2 separate regions of the Mus musculus genome follow, and region 1 is linked to region 2. The links are chromatin contacts, called in public promoter capture Hi-C maps. All regions are on one chromosome and are shown on one strand. Each heading gives the region's core, a stretch centred on a gene start, on an enhancer-like site or on the middle of the called end of the contact. The rest is flanking DNA. Distances are from core to core; before and after follow the strand shown. Region 1 holds the start of 4930597G03Rik (RIKEN cDNA 4930597G03 gene). Region 2 holds the start of Rnase2b (ribonuclease, RNase A family, 2B (liver, eosinophil-derived neurotoxin)).

What was found. Capture Hi-C pulls out chosen DNA fragments and counts their contacts.
Region 1: a contact with region 2 is called in a promoter capture Hi-C map of liver, with 2.9 times the contacts expected there. The contact joins the promoter of 4930597G03Rik here to the promoter of Rnase2b in region 2. A contact is called at or near these places in 2 of 39 promoter capture datasets (embryonic stem cells and hippocampal neurons), 2 of 15 datasets of contacts at CTCF or cohesin (pro-B cells and stem cell-derived epiblast-like cells), 31 of 484 Hi-C or Micro-C datasets (the BV-2 cell line, adipose-derived mesenchymal stem cells, bone marrow-derived dendritic cells and 18 more), 1 of 115 datasets of contacts at active chromatin or transcription factors (bone marrow-derived dendritic cells) and 1 of 9 other capture datasets (liver).

Annotation. Positions count from the first base shown.
Region 1 is chr14:51,342,600-51,348,042 of GRCm38.p6, forward strand. It overlaps 4930597G03Rik (RIKEN cDNA 4930597G03 gene), which reads right to left and starts at 2,890. Exons shown (of 5, transcript NR_045736.1): 1 at 2,742-2,890; 2 at 1,820-2,006.
Region 2 is chr14:51,158,291-51,164,231 of GRCm38.p6, forward strand. It overlaps Rnase2b (ribonuclease, RNase A family, 2B (liver, eosinophil-derived neurotoxin)), which reads left to right and starts at 3,970. Exons shown (of 1, transcript NM_019398.2): 1 at 3,970-4,728. The coding sequence starts at 4,174. The coding sequence ends at 4,641.

The DNA.
Region 1 (5,443 bases), core at 1,640-4,139, 180 kb after region 2:
TCTATAAGATTTAGTGTATCCAGTTTTATGCTTAAGTTCTTGATCCACTTGGACTTGAGTTTCATACAGAGTGATAAATATCTATTTTCACTGTTCTACATGTAGATGTCCAGTTAGTCTAGCACCATTTATTGATGATGGTTTCCGTCTTTGTAATTTTTTTCTGTTATTATCCTTTGAAGGGCTGAATTCGTGGAAAGATAATGTGTGAATTTGCTTTTGTTGTGGAATACTTTGGTTTCTCCATCTATGGTAATTGAAAGTTTGGCTGGGCATAGTACCCTGGCATTTGTGTTCTCTTAGTGTCTGTATAACATCTGTCCAGGATCTTCTGGCTTTCATAGTCTCTGGTGAAAAATCTGGTGATGACTTTAAGAAGTAAAAATCCTAGAGCTTTGCTTTAAAGGACGCGGACCTCCTGTTTCAAGGCATACAGGATATAACTTGAGCCCTCACTTTGGTTCAAAAACAAGGACAGGCAGTCACATTCTGTGCCTACTGCTTGGGTCATGATCTTGTTAGTCACTCACCAGTAGAACTGATTTTCTTTAGTCAGCTCCTTGCACTTGTACAAGGCCTCACTGATACCCTGGGGCACTCTATTCAGGTCAGTCATCACCTGATCATGTTGCATCTTGATTATGAAAGTCTCAAAGTTGATCCTGTGAGAGGGAATGGCCCAAGGAGCAAATAATCCCATGAACTAAGGATACATGGATCATGTCAATTCAAGCTGAATCGTGGACTATCACAACCCATATATGCCACGACCTATCCCCTTGTTACTGGTTCCACTTGGAGCTTATTAAAATTATTACTCTTCTTATGGGGTCAGTAGAGCCAGGGAAGTAAAGGCAAAGAGCTGACCTGATTTATATCCCTGAAGGGACTTGAAAGAATAGACTATCTCTCCAAGAACTTTCCAGGAACCTGTACCACAGGCCTGGGTCCTCTTTAAGCTTGTGATGACACATCTGTTTGTAGGCAAGAAACTGTCAATCCTTGCTTCTATTGCTACATAAATTCCCAAAGGACATAATCAGTATCTACAGGGAAAAGCCTTTATAGCATACACCAGGAGTTTCCAGTGTGCACCTAAGGTGAGCACCAGAGGTCATGGGCTGAGCTGCTCAAAGTGAGGTACTATGGATTCATCAATACTATTGCCTGGAAATTGTTTCATGCAAAATCTCAGGCCCCATCATACTACACAGATCTCCAGTTCTTAAGTGGAACATATACACACATACACACAAACACAGAAATAGACACACACACACACACACCACATAATCAAAGATAATCAAAATGCCAAATAAACACACTGATATGGAATTATTTGAGAGTATAATGGATACAATTTGATAAAAGCAGTGATGAACTGATGCCAATCCAGTCATACTGAGAGGCAGTATGTGGAACCAGGTGTCTCCAACTGTTGACAGGATCAATTGAACCCAAATTACCTTCAGGACAATTGCAAACATGATTGGCCATAAACAAAGAGTACTTTGCATCTCCCACAAACCAACACCTGTAGAGGATTCTTTCAATGCAGGATTAGGATTCACACACTACTACCCTTATCCGCAGACTGTCTTTCATACCACAGGCTCTGGTTTACTTTTGGAGGAATCAAAAGTGTCTGAGTCACATATCACTACTATCAGAACTTGAAGTTCTGTGTTGAAAATCCAATCAGCAAAATTAATTTGGATATTCAGACAGCCTGGAGTTGTAGCCACCTGTGGTATGAGGGAATCTGGGCTTAACAGGGATGGCCCAAGATAGTCAGCAAAGAACTGGGCATAATGACTACCTGTTGTTCAAATCCTTGTTAGTGTAATTGGCCAGGGTTCCCTGGAATTAATCTCTCTCATTTTTGATCTTCTGGAGATCCCTTTGAGCTTCTTCATCCTCTTCATTCTCTGCTCCTGCTTACTGGTGGTGGAGGGTTGGGGTGATGTCTTTCCAACAGACCATGTAGGTTGATAAACACTGGTAAACTTGTAGAGATAATATAGTACAGGGAAAGTGAAACCATGCTTAGTCCACACAGAAGTCTGAGCAATTGGAAAATCTAGAGATACACAGAATCCCTGAAAGAGTAGGAAAGCTATCTTCAAGCTGGGCTCCTCAGGTAGATCCCTGTTCCCAACCACCATCATTAACCATTTTCCTCCCCCCTCCCTATTGCAATTTCCCTAGATCTGAAATGCATAAGCTCCCCCCTACAAGAAGAATTGGAGGGCATTGTCAGCTCTTATTGGACAATATAGTCCGTACTACTTAGCACAATAAAGAGTGACCATAAACACCAGCACCTAACATCTCCCGTTAGCCTGTCCATGCTTCTTAAAAGGCATGATGAGAGCTCACAGATTACTATACTAACCCCAGACTGTGAATCAGTCCACATCTTGTGTGTTCAATTCCAAAGTGTCTGGGACCTTGAGTCATGAGCATGGGAATATCCCACTCTGTTATTGGCATCACATCCTCATGTAACCTACTGGAAATTCTAACAGGACGAAGTGCTTCAACACTCTATCCTGAGAGAAACACTTTGTTATCCTCACAGAGATTCCTGGTATAATTTTCCAGTCAGGATAAAATTAAAAGCTCTCATCAAAGCAAGTGTTGTTTTCTCAAATCATAAGCCCTATTCCTGGAAGGACCAGCTCAAGCCAACGTCCTCCATGTACCTCCCCAACCTTTGCCCAGGACTCATTGTGACTTACCCATCAACATTTCTTTCTTCCCATTTCCCAACATGACAGAATGCTGGCCTCCTTCTGCCTAAGTCTTGACTCTGTGTGTATTATATTTTCCCTCTGAAATAGCATGAGAAGCATGGATAACCTGCCTGCTTGTGAACCCAATAGGCTCTGAAGGAATATACCACAGGCAGTTGGTGTCAAGCAACAATGGTGACATCACAGAAGATTCAAGGCTTCTCCTGGATACAAGAGATTGTCCATGGATGTGACTACTGATGATACCACTGGGAACTACTATGGCCCACGTTCTTACCAGCTTGCCCCATTTAGACGAGTTCCTGAGGTGCATGTACAATTAGATATTCCCCCTGTACCTGAGTTCCCCTTTTCCCAAGAACAAGGGGTTTTCATACATTAAAAAAAAGGGGGGGGACTCTCTTTTGACCCAGGTAAGACCAGTTGGCACCTTCTCCTTCCAAAGCTAGAGATTTCTCACTACTTTACTACAAGTCAAGTGCTTAGGATGGGGAGAGCTTGTTAGTGCCGTAGCATAGGTGGCTTATCTTTGGTAGGACCTGATACTCTAGGATCATTGCATGAGGTAGATTGTTATCCAATATACATCTACTTCTGGGGTCCATTCATGTAACATACAGTCCAATTCCCCAGATTGCCCTGTTTCCCAGAGGCCAAATTCATTCTTCTGTACCTTTAATGTTGCAAATGTTGTATTATATTTTTTAGTGTGCACATACCTTGAGAGGATATATTGTGTCAATGTATTGAGACATGTGCTTATACAAAATCTCTGATTTACAATCTGAATTTTTTGCAATGAAAACTCCCTTGCACTTGGCAATAGAGGAACTCAGATACTGGGGACTCACAAATATCTATATCAGGATCTGATGCCCTCTTCTGGCATGTGGGTGTATATGCAGCAGAGCACTCATACATTCAAAAATATTTTTAAAAAATAAAATAATATAATCCATTCCATCTACATTTTCCAGGTTTGTTGAGCATAGGCTTTTCTAGTCAGACAAGCTGAGCTTTTAATTTCCTTAGTTTCTTTTGTTATGTCTCCCTTTTCATTTCTGAACTTCTTAATTTTGGTACTTTGTGTCCTTTAGTTAGTTTGGCTAAGGGTTTATCTATCTTGTTGATTTTCTCAGAAAAACTAGCTCTAGGTTTCTTTGATTCTTTGTATCTTGCTTTTTGTTTCTATTTGGTTGACTTCAGCCCTGAGTTTGAGTATTTTCTGCCATTTATTCCTCTTAAATGTGTTTGCTTCTTTTCATCCTAGAGGTTTTAGGTGTGCTCTTAAGGTGCTGTTGACTCCTTATTAAGATGACCCCAAATTCTTCCTATCACCAATTTACTCTTTTTTCTTTAATTGGATATTTTATTTATTTGATTTTCAAATCGTATCCCCTTTCCAGGTTTCCCCTCTGCAAACAGCCTATGCCATTCCCCTTATCATGCTTCTATGAGGGTGTTCTCCCACCCAACTACCACTCCCGCCTCACTACCATTGTATTCCTCTACATTGGGGCATCAAGCCTCCATAATATGAAGTGCCTCCCCTCCCACTGATGCCAGATGAAGCCTCTTCAGCTATTTCCGTTCTTCCCCTAACTCCTCCATTGGGAGTCCCTGTGCTCAGTCTGATGGTTGATTGTGAGCATCGGCATCTGTATTGTTCAAGATCTGGCAGAGCATCTCAGGAGACAGCTGTATCACTCTATCTCCTCTCAGCAAGCAGTTCTTGGCATCTACAATAGTGACTGTCTTTGGTGACGGCATGTTAGATGGATGCCCAAGTTGGGTAGTCTCTTTATGGCCTTTCCTTCAGTCTCTGCTTCATTCTTTGTCTCTGTCTTTCTTTAGACAGGAGCAATTCTGGGTTACAATTTTAGAGATGGGTGGTTAGCCCTTTCCCTCAACTGGGGAACCATGCCTAACCTCTGGATATTGTCTCAACAGGTTTTTCCTTCAGTTTGTGTGGTATTTCAGCTAATGTCATTCCGGTGGAGGTACTGGTAAGCTTTTGCTTTCTTGTCATCTGGTACTTTCTGGTTGCTACCCCCAGTTCCCCAAGGCACTCAGTGCTGACAATTTTCCTGATAACACTGCTTTCCTTGTGTCCCAAATGATGGAGTATGCTGCTTCTTTGTTTTCATTGAATCATAGAAAGTCTTTCTTTCCTGACCAAGTTATCACTGAGTAGATAGTTTTTCTGTTTCCATGAATATGTGGGCTTTGTGTTGTTCTTGTTGTTATTGAAGACCAGTCTTAGTTCCTGGTGATATGATAAAATACATGCTATTCTCTCAATCTTCTTTTATCTGTTAAGGATTACTTTGGGTCTGATTATATAGTCAGTTTTATAGACTGTTCCACAGTGTTTTTATAAGAATCTATCCTTTTTAAAATTGGGAGTGAAATGTTCTGTGGATATCTGCTAAATTCAATTGGTTCACAATTTCTTTTACTTACACCGTGTCTGTCTTTAATTGCTGTTTGGGTCACATGTTCACTGGTGAGTGTAGAGAGTTGAAAAATGCCATTATTATGTGTGGTTCAACCTGTGTTTTGAGATTTAGCAATGTATCTTTTACAAATCTGGGTGCCGTTGCACTTAAGCATAGGAGTTCAGAATTGAGGCTTCCTTTCGGATGATGAGTATGAAGTGTCCTTTCTCATCTCTTTTGATAACTTTT
Region 2 (5,941 bases), core at 2,720-5,219:
ACACTGGGGCATAGAGCCTTCACAGGACCAAGGGTCGGACTAGGCATCTTCTGCTACATATGCAGCTGGAGCCATGAGTCCTACCACATGTACTCTTTGGTTGGTGATTTAGTCCCTGGGAGCTCTGGGAGTACTGGCTAGTTCATATTGTTGTTCCTCCTATGGGGCTGCAAACCCCTTCAGCTCCTTAGGTCCTTTCTCTAGCTCCTTCATTGGGGACCCTATGCTCATTCCAATGGATGGCTGTGAGCATCTACTTCTGTATTTGTCAGGCACTGGCAGAACCTCACAGGAGACAGCTATATCAGGGTCCTGTCAGCAAGCCCTTGTTAGCATCCACAATAATGTTTAGGTTTGATGGTTGTATATGGATGGATCCCCAGGTGAGTCAGTCTCTGGATGGTTATTTTTTCAGTCTCTGTAACTCCTTCCATGGGTGTTTTGTTCTCCCTTCTAAGAAGGATCAAAATATCCACACTTTGGTCTTCCTTCTTCTTGAGTTTCATGTGTTTTGCGAATTGTATCTTGGGTATTCTGAGCTTCTGGACTAATATCCACTTATCAGTGAGTACACATCATGTGTGTAATTTTGTGATTGGATTACCTCACTCAGTATAATAGAACTCCATGGACTATGAGTGTGTATGCCCTTATTAGTGGGAACATTATGGACTATGCATGTATATTCCTTTATTATCCCTTTCCTATTTGAAACTCCAGCACCAGTCAGTTATGCTAAGATCTGGAGGCCTCCTGAGGTCTGGGGCCCTGTTACACTATCAGTAAACAAACTTGTGAGATGACTTTATGAGGAGTATCATGAGGCCTAGGATAGAATATTCCTAGAAGCACAAGGTTATGCATCATTTTAGCCCTCAATGGCACAACTGTGGGCATCACAGGGACCTGGGAAGTGGGTAATGATAGTGAGAGACAGAACTCTGATGGCTCCTCATGAAAGAACAACTTTTATTTACCCACTGCTGTTGATACACGGTCTAGCTAGTTACTAGACAATCACTGCAAGCAGAGCTTGAGCAAACAGTATCTCTGCCTCCTTCTCTGAGATTTCCTTCTATACTTCCCTGCCTTTTGTGGCCTTTTTGTGTTCTGGAGGACAACCTCCCAGGATTTAGATCTACTACCTGCAGTGTCCCCTCAGTCAGGGGACCACATCTAGGTTGCTGTTTGTGAAAGGCACTGCAGGCCTTCTGGACTCCAACAATTCTGGCTCTGGAAGAAATGAATGGAAGGTTCAGTTCTTAGATACATGGAATTGCTTTTTTCACACTGACCTACAGAGTCAATTTAATTCCAAATAAAATCCCAACCAAAGTATCACACCATCCATTCTATATGCCACCAGTATATGGGCTGTGAAAAGTACCCCTCAATGAGTACCTCAAGAACACAGTGGTGCCAATCATGGCTCCAGGAATGAAGACATGCTGTACCAGACCAAGGCAACAACGTGGTTCCAATCGTGCACAGGAAATATGGAATGGCAGGGGAGGTAGAGCTCCACTGTGTCCCCCTGAAGTTACATACATGAGTCACTCTGCAGAATCCTGAGTGCAAAAAGGAGCTGCAGGGCCGTTCACAGACACAACCAACCCAGAGCCCTGTCTGCATGGGAGGTCTCTCTGCAGTCCCTATGTACTTGCAGAAACCTGGTCAAAAGGATCAAGATCAGCTTTTCTTCAATAAATAGCCTTTCAAAGAGATGACAGAAGGTCATATAACATAAAAGAGAAAACTTTAGAGCCCCTGGACCAAATATACCTTGAGCTTTATAAATCAGAGTTAAATTAACTTGTATCCTGCTACAAATCAGCTTTCCAATACTTGATTAATACCTGAGACAGATGGTTTGAAAGAAACAGTGATTCGTTTGATTCTAGTGTCAAAGATATCCTGTCAGGTGGCTTTCATGTTTGGGGGTCTGTGGCACAGAAAAGCCCATGGTGGGACATGTGTATTAAAGCAAAACTGTTCAAGGTCGTGGCAGAAGAAAGGAGGACAGGAAAGGGCACAGGGACCCAAAACATCCTTCAAGGGCAAGGCCACGGCATCCTAGCTTATCCTTATTGAGTCTTACTTCCTAAAGCTGAGCATCCACTCACAGCAGCACAGGCTGCTTACAACCTGGCTCATAAGCTAGATCTGGAAGTGAAAGCCTGGGACCCTAGAACTTCCAGCCTAGTCAGAAGGATAGAAAAATTGAATCCAATCTGGGTTTCTAAACAAGTTCAAACCAAACCCAGGCCCCAGAGTGACACCCTACTCAACACTCCTTAGCACCTCCAAAAGATCAGTCCCTAAAAGATGGGTTACTGTGACAATTTTATAAGAGCTGTGCACTGTCATTTCCATAGACAGCCCGAGCACTGGGCAGAGATATGTCAAATACTGTGTTGGCATTGGGCATCTTTCAGTCAGTAGGTAGGTCAAGAGTAGTCATTGCAAGAGGATTCCAGGGTTGGAGAAATTCCAAGTTTTGGATACAATCTCTCAACAATGGATTCTGCAAATAGACACCTATCAATTGGGACAGCAAAATTCTCACTGTGGCTTATAGGTCAAGTGAGGAAGTATTTCTTGAGACAATGCCCTATGATATTCATCAAGTTTTGGAAAGAAAAAACTCAAGGACTTACTACCAAGATGTTACCCTGACTTTACTTCACTGCAGAATTGGGAGCAGTTCTGGGGATATGTGAGTGGATTGGAATGCAAGGGAGATTTGGATAACAAAAACAAAAAACAAAAAACAAAACCAAAAAAACAAAACAAACAAACAAAAAACCTTAGAGAGGTATTTAATCTGTTGAAGCCAAATCTCTTAAAGTATTTGATGCTGCAAATATAGCTCAGGGACAGGGTGCACAAGGTTCCAGGTTCAAACCCCAGCACAAAGAAAAACAAATAAAATTTCCATTACATTAATATATCTGTTTTAACATTGGCTAATAGTAACTCTGGCATCTTAGATAAAATAGTGCTCTCCTGAGCATCCATGGTGTAAAATAGTTCATTAGTACTAAGTCTGGAGCAAATGAGGGTAGATGGAAATGTACAAAGGAATCTTTTACAGGAACCAATAAGAAAGATACTGTGCAATAGGAGTACAGTGTTTTCTTATTGTTTCTAAATGCAATTTTTATAGTTTATTTTTTAATTTCACATGTATCTGGACTGATATGTGCCATGCATGTACAGGTACTAACAAAAACTATACAGGTGTCAGATTCTGTGGACCTGAAGTTATCTGCAGTTGTGGCCTCCGGGTGACAAACTGGGGTGCTCTGGAAGGGAAGGAATCTGGAAGAGGGGAGGTTCTCATAATCACTGACATCTCACCGATCCCTAAGGATTATTTTTACTTATGTGTCTCTGTGTGTCTGTGCACATGTGTATGAACATGCCAACTGATGCTATTAGAAGACATAAGATGACCTGGAATAAAGTTACAGGCAGTTGTAAGCAACCCAGCATCTGTGCTGAAACCAATCTTGGGTGCTCTGGGAGAGCATCAGGTGCTCTTAACCACTGAGCTATCTCTGCACACCCCAACATCATATAAGTTTAAAAATGAAAGACAGAAATGAAAATGTCTCTTATGATTCTGGCTTTCCAAAGCTTTTTATTTCTAACTGTGTACCCAGGCTAATAGAAAACTTGGTCTGTCCATTACTGAAAACAGTTATGAAGTGTGCAGCCAATCAAAAGGATTTCTATGTAGAGTTCAGATTCAGACTTCAAACTGCCCTGCACAAGAGGACTTGGAATTTATTCCTTACAATGGAGCCAGAAGCACCATGACTTGGCCAAGTGAAGAAACAGAAGGCTGGTTGCACAAGCAGGCAATGTACCAATGTGTGGGTTCTGCACCAACTCCACCCACAGAGCCTGCTGTATATCTATGGACCCAAGTGGAGCTCACCCATTATCCCTGATTTCCAGGACAACCAGCGCTCAGTTCCACGGGAGCCACAAAGCAGACTGGGTAAGACACTGACTGTCTGGGCCTGGGACAGGAGGGGCAGTGATGGGACAGTGTCCAGGAGAAGTCCCACCGTGGACCCACAGTGACAGCAGAGGGCCTTCAGGAAGAGATATGGAAAACTGAGGTAGGGTGGAAGTAGTCACTTCTCTTCTGTCCTCACAGGAAACATGGGTCTGAAGCTGCTTGAATCCAGACTTTGTCTCCTGCTGCTGCTGGGACTTGTCCTAACGCTTGTCTCATGCCAGCGACCAACCCCTTCCCAGAAGTTTGACATCCAGCATATCTATAAGAAATCCTCTCCCAAATGTGATGATGCAATGCGGGTCGTTAACAAGTATACAGGAAAATGTAAGGACTTGAATACTTTTCTTCATACAACTTTTGCTGATGTTGTCCGTGTGTGTCACAATCCACCCAAGACTTGCAAAGACGGGACAAGTCCAAATTGTCATGATAGTTCATCTAAGGTATCTGTAACTATCTGTAAACTCACAAAACGGGCAAGGAATTATACCCACTGCAGATACAAAACAACAGGAGCAAAGAAGTCCTACACAGTTGCCTGTAACCCCAGAACTCCAAAGGACCGTCCCACCTATCCAGTAGTTCCGGTTCACTTGGATCGGCTATTTTAGCTCCAGTGCCAGCACTTTGTACCTTCCCTCATCTGCTACTGCCGAGATCATAGTAGTGAAGAACGAATTCCTCTGTCTGCGCTGCATATCAGCACCTGTCCTCATGAAACCTATCCCTGGCTTCCTTTACTTTAGCTGAAAAGACCTTTTCTAGTCAATAAATACCTTTGTATACTCATCTCGATCTGTAGTATCTCTGTGTGCCGCAGACGGACCTCACTTGGGTCCTCGATCCACAGGCGAAACTCGGGTTCTGGTTACAGGCAGACAAGGAGTTGGCATGGATAGCAAACAAATACAAACACAAGGGAGGCGGTATCTGAATGTAATTTGTCAAATTGAGCATCAAACTTTTAACGCAGAAGAAAATAGGGCAGTTAGGTGACACATTGGCAAGGAACAATGAGGTTACCGGATGCTTAATGACTCTTACACAAAACAGGGAAATGCAAACATAAAGACTGGCAGGAAGTGGGCAATAAAACAACTGAGACAAAGTCAGCTCTATCTAAGGTCAGCTATATTCTTAGAAGCCAGGTGTGAGGTCTTTACACTCCCGGGGCAAGTGCTTTCATGCCCAAGCCATAGTTCTAATTAGGGAGTTCCGCTCTAGCTAACCTTCTCATAAATATTGCAATATTCTAGTTCCTTCTCAAATCACAGCCCGATCTACTTCCTAAACCACTGTAATTTCCTGTATATGTGAGTGACTCGGCTTTTATTTTAAGTGATTGTGGGGGGCGGGGGGAACTTTCTATTAATAAGTAGTGTAGTCTGCCATATATAACTATAATAAGAATTCTAAACTTACTTTGCTAAGCTTGCCCTGAGATTTCTAACTCTATGTAGTAGATAGTAATGCCTGATTTCTTTCACTATCTCTCTTAAAATACTAGAGTCAATTCTGAATGTCACTGAATAGGCAACATTCTTACTGAATTCCAAACCCAGGGTCAGCTCAAGGTATTGGTGAAGGCCAGGAAGCAAAGTTCAATTTTGCTTAGGTATTTAGCAAGTCGTTGCTTGGAGGCACCTGTAACAAAACCATACTGAAAGAAAGCACACAGATCCATTCGCAAGGACAAGTTTGGAGCATTCGTTATACGGGATGCCACGTTTCCAGGAGATTAAGTTTCCGTGAACTTTTCACCTCTGGACTGTGTCCAGGTTTCTAGTCCTGTCACACGAGTCACTACTGGAATGGGCTTAGCATCTGTATCTGACAAGGGTGGGGAGAGAGGAAGGGGGAGAGACAAACACAGAGACAATTGTGTGTGTGTGTGTGTGTTCGTGTGCGTGT